2 separate regions of the Mus musculus genome follow, and region 2 is linked to region 1. Evidence: chromatin contacts called from public HiChIP or PLAC-seq data. All regions are on one chromosome and are shown on one strand. The core of a region is the stretch at or near the end of the contact, and the rest is flanking DNA. Distances in the headings are between cores, read along the strand shown.

The links. HiChIP or PLAC-seq counts read pairs in DNA pulled down with a chosen protein or histone mark.
Region 2: a contact with region 1 is called in an H3K4me3 HiChIP or PLAC-seq map of bone marrow-derived macrophages, with 4 times the contacts expected there. The contact joins two enhancer-like sites. A contact is called at or near these places in 1 of 484 Hi-C or Micro-C datasets (spermatogonial stem cells), 5 of 115 datasets of contacts at active chromatin or transcription factors (bone marrow-derived macrophages, embryonic stem cells, large pre-B cells and 1 more) and 1 of 9 other capture datasets (adipose tissue).

Annotation. Positions count from the first base shown.
Region 1 is chr6:119,917,634-119,920,157 of GRCm38.p6, reverse strand. It overlaps Rad52 (RAD52 homolog, DNA repair protein), which reads right to left. Exons shown (of 12, transcript NM_001166381.1): 8 at 1,372-1,571; 9 at 1,081-1,232; 10 at 1-48. Among named protein-coding and RNA genes, the nearest start is that of Rad52, 16 kb to the right of the region's middle. Within about 2 kb of position 1,262, at least 77 of the 459 cell types and tissues checked have an H3K27ac peak or open chromatin away from gene starts, as enhancers often do. A contact at or near this core is called in bone marrow-derived macrophages, where this site is marked.
Region 2 is chr6:120,153,869-120,156,392 of GRCm38.p6, reverse strand. The region is part of intron 1 of Ninj2 (ninjurin 2); the gene reads right to left. Among named protein-coding and RNA genes, the nearest start is that of Gm25327, 11 kb to the right of the region's middle. Within about 2 kb of position 1,257, at least 120 of the 459 cell types and tissues checked have an H3K27ac peak or open chromatin away from gene starts, as enhancers often do. A contact at or near this core is called in bone marrow-derived macrophages, where this site is marked.

The sequences.
Region 1 (2,524 bases), core at 13-2,512:
AGGCTGCAGTTACAGGGGTGCTGTGTTTTGGAGGGGCTGGAAGTACTGCTACAGTTTGCACAGGAGAGACAAAGGATAAGCCAGAGGTCACATATCAACTCTGGGATTAAGTTTATTCCCCTCCTGCACAGAGTACACCTCTCCTGAGAGAGAACCAAGTGTACTTCCTTTGGTATTTTGTATGTGGAAGACAAGGTCTCTCATGTAGTTCAGGTAGGCCTTGGATTCCCTATAAAGCGAACATGACCTTCAACACCTGACCCTACTGGGTAAGAGCAATGTGCCAGCACAGCAGGTCTGTGTGGTACAGGGGATAGAACTCTGGAGTGGCACCCTAACCTATTTCCACTTTAATAGCAAAGGCAGAACACTGTTAGCTATCTAGCCCAGTGGATCTGAGACAAGGACAGTAGATCCTAGATGATCCACCTACCCCACCCCCGCTCTTCAAGCTCCTGCCATGACCTAAAAGCCAAACTTTTAGGATAATTCATTACTCATGATGAGCCCAAGATGGTACATGTTTTGGTTTTTGTTGTCTTCCTTTTTCCTACAATAACTTTACTGTTGTGCCAAGGAGTGATAACAGACCCAACACACAACTGTCTCTTGCAACCTTTACTCACTAAAGCTCCCTGGTCTGGGAATACTCCATTACAAATGTCTGCGTAACACCAGAGTCTGTGAGACCTGTGCTTGAAACTTAAGCTCCTGAGAGAGGAGTCAGTCTGCCGGAAGCTCATTATTTTCCAACTTGGTCTTATATCCAAAAGCCATCTAAGAGGCAAATACCAGAAACGGAGGGGGAGGGGGTGGGGTGAGGGTGGGCGTGTTCTTTGAGACAGGGTCTCACTCTATAGTCCAAGCTGGCCTAGAACTCAGATCCACCTGCCTCTGCCTCCCAAGTGCTGCAGAAGATTATGTCAATCACAGCCCATTGACCTCCCTAAAAAGCCTGTCGTCTTTGTAACTGGGAAGGTGTAGGGCAAATTTTATCATCCTAATTCTATGGGGTCATCGGTCGTACACGTCCTAGTGAGACATGGCCTGGAATGGTCCCTGGATCTCCCTCTCACACACCCGCATGCTTGGCTGCCACCTCTTCGGCAGGTGCATGGCTCTGCCGGCGAGTCTCCATCTGTTCCCGGAACTGCTGCTGGAGCTGCTTCTGCCGGAGCTTCCGGAGCTTCCTCTGGTGAGTGGCGTCACTCTCCAAGGTGGCGGCCAGACTGCTGCAAACCAAGTTAACCACAATGGACCCGGCTTGAGGAAGCACACAAACCACTTGCTGGTTTCAAGTGCAGGAGTGGAAATTGACCAAAGCCACACGAGAAGGGGCCAGAGAGGAAAAGGGGAACCTGAGCCCAGTACCAGGAGCTGCTGATGTCCTTAGCCCCCTGAAGCTTAATGTTCGAGTCATGTGGGGGGCTTGATCTGCAAGGGGAAGTCACTTCCTGTGGTTTGGGGAGTCCCAATGCTTCATTCTGTCGGCAGCTGTTGTATCTTGCCTGTTCTACAGATGGTTCAAAATCTTCTCTCTTTGTTTTAGTTAAATCCACATCAAGAGGGAGCTAGTAAGAGGAGAAAGAAACATTGAGTGCGCCACACATCCAGCTTCCCTTCCCCACCATGCATAGCTATTCAGACACAGCACTTGATCCTTGACCCATCTGTCCTCACAAGGTGACTGAAATGACCCACAATTTCCAAACTAGTTTGTTTTTTAATTGGGTTTCTCTGTTTTCTATATTCATGTCAAACTCTTAGGCTAGGCAGCTGGAACTGCAGACATCTGACATTTTAACAAAAGAAAGTCATTTGTATTTCAAACCATCCTATATTAATAAAGTTTTAATAAAAATGAATCTTTACTTTTGAAAATAGTATTTGAGTCTTGCTTGCTGATCTGTCCTTGCTGTCTACTTACAGCTTCTTCTGTGCCCAGTGACACATACCTAAAATGAAGCCTTAGCAAGCAGAGGGCAGCTGCAAGCTCAAGGATAACCTGGGCTTCCCCCTGACACTCTGTCTTAGAAGGGAAGAAAAGGGAAGGAAGAAGGGAGAGAAGGAGGGAGGAAAAAGAAGAAAAAAAAGCTGGAATCCCCAGATTAAAAATGAAAAGACACAGGGCTGGAGAGATGAGTCAGCCATTAAGAGCACGGCCTGCTCTTCCCAAGGTCCCGAGATCAATACCCAGCAACCGCATGGCTCCCAACCATCTGTAATGGAATCCAATGCCCTCTTCTGGTGTGTCTGAAGACAGCTACAGTGTACTCATATATATATATATATATATATATATATATATATATATATATATATATATATATATATATATATATATATATATAAAATAAATAAATAAATCTTTAAAAAAAATAGAAAACAGTCAATATATGAGAGAGAGAGAGAGAGAGCAAGCAAGCAAGCAGCACAAAGACAGAAGGAAACAGAATTCTCCAGTAAACACTGGCCTTCACAGAGACTAACTCTGGGACAGAGAATTTAAAGAGCAAAGCAATAA
Region 2 (2,524 bases), core at 8-2,507, 240 kb before region 1:
CTGCTTTTGTAAGTCCTCTTTCATTGAGTATGGTATCCACCCTTCCTTCCCTTCTCCCTCCCTTCCCTTCCCCTCCCTTTCCCCTTCCTCCTCCCTCTTCCTGTCCTTCCCCCTCCCTCCTTCCCTTTTTTCCTCCTCTTCCCTTCCTTCTCTTCCCTTCCCTTCTTTACCCCTCCCCCCTTGCCTTCCCTTTTATTTTCTTTATAAGTTGAGCCCAGGCTAGCTTGAAACTCACAACAATCCTCCTGCCTCAGTCTCCCAAGCACTGGAACTCTCAAGCATGTGCTCTCACACTCTGATTCCTTTAAACTTCTCCTTTTTTTTTTTTAATGAAGAAAATGATGGATGAGCATGAAGGTTATGCCACCAGCATTAGTCAGCGTATGAGCCCCGGTTGACTCCTAGTGCAGGACTCTTTCTGTCCCCGTCTCTATCCCTTCATCCTAATATCACTGTGGCTATCGGCTACAGTCCTCTTTGACTTCTTTCCGTCTCTAGCCGCTGACACTCCTCATCCTGTGTGTCTATTTTCCCTATCTGACAAGGGTGGGCAGATGTTTAGAGCTGAACTCCCCAAAACACAGGATCAGCTCCATCAGGTGAATGCAGCTGGGCCCGTTGGAAGCTCTGCTCTTTTGCCTAAAGCCCCACCTGGCACATAAGCCAAGCCAGCTACCATAGACATCATGACTCATCCCCCATCTGCTGACTCGGAACTAAAGCTTTTGCCCCACCATGTAATTACTGGAGAAGAGGAAGTCCTTGACTGGAGATAAAGTGACTCTTCTTGCTCATAGGAAGGGGTCAGAGCACACACTGTCCTATTTTCTGGTTGTTATTAAGCAATAACAATATCTATCTATCTATCTATCTATCTATCTATCTATCCATCTATCCATCCATCCATCCATCCATCCATCCATTCACCTATCTATCTATCTATCTATCTATCTATCTATCTATCTATCTATCTATCTATCCATCCATCCATCCATCCATCCATCCATCCATCCATCTATCTATCTATCTATCTATCTATCTAAGCCATGGTCTTACTATACAATCCAGGCTGGCCTGAAACTTGCAATCCTCCTGCCTAGACCTCCTGAATGCTGAGATTACAGGCCTGTACTACCACGTTTCTGCAGCATAGCCTTTTGTTGGGTGCTCCTTTGACCTCTATGGGCCCACCACTGCATACAGCAGGCACTGTGCTAAGAACACAGCTCAGTGGGAAAGCACCTGCTGGGCAACCCAGCTTTGCTGGTGGATTAGCTGCCTGAACATCTGTGCTCAGCACAGCTGCAGGCGGGGTTGCTAGGATACACATGTGAGTGTGGATGTGGGGGAAATGACACACGGACTTCTGTTTAACAGAACTGGGCCATGACCAGAGGAACCACAGCACAGACAATCTGTTCTTTAAAGAGCTCTGTGCTATCAAGTTTACTTCTGTAGTCTGGCCCAAGAACTTCCTTTTATTTTCCCCTAAACTCTAAATTAGATAGGGGAAGAGGCACCTATCCTTTGTTTACCCCCACTTCTTTTTTAAGACAGGGTGTTATGCATAGCCCTGTTTGTTTTGAACTCACTCAGTAGACCAGGCTGGCCTTGAACTCACCAGAGAGCTACCTTGTGCTGGGATCACAAGTAGATGGCACCACATCAGAGGCCTTTCTTAAGATGCCTTCTACATGGGCTGAAGAGATGGCTCAGCAGGTAAGAGCACTGACTGCTCTTCCGAAGGTCCTGAGTTCAAATCTCAGCAACCACACGGTGGCTGACAACCACCTGTAATGAGATCTGATGCCCTCTTCTGGTGCATCTGAAGTCAGCTATAGTGTATTTATGTATAATAATAAATAAATCCTAAAAAATAAAATGAAATCACTTAGCTTAAGTAACTCTGACCACACTTTCTGAAGTATTTCTCTGTCCATATTCTTCCTGTATCTCAAATAGCTTCCCCCAATTATCGAACAATAACTGTCTTCTGTTTCCAGGAGATGCCAAGTAGGCCCTGTGGAACCATAGAATTAGGGGTAAAGTGTACCTAGAAAGGTTAGTGACTTGTCCAAAGGCATGCAGTTCAAGTGGCAGACCCTAGACTCTCTCCTCTCTTCCTGTCCCAGGCCGGTCTGTTTAGGGCCATAATCTAAGACACCAAGGAATCTGCCCCCTGCTCATGAGCCAACTCCTTGTAACACACATGTCAAACCTGTCATTCCTGTGTCACCTGTGAAGAACACAAACTTACCCTGTTTCTGGAATTTATTATCTAGTCCTAATTTATACATTAAAAAAATAAATAGCTTTTTAAATTTTCCTACACAAAAAGTGATGTCTGTGCCTTTATCACATGGCAGGCATTGTGTGTGGCATTCTTTTGGGTGTAGTTAAACCACAAGATCTTTTTTTCCTGGGCAGGAATGTGAGAACCTCTGGGAAGAGCAGAGCTAAGGAAGAGCCCAGGCTGGCCTGGCTGGAGAGTGGGCATCTTCCACAGCACACTCTTGTCTCCTAA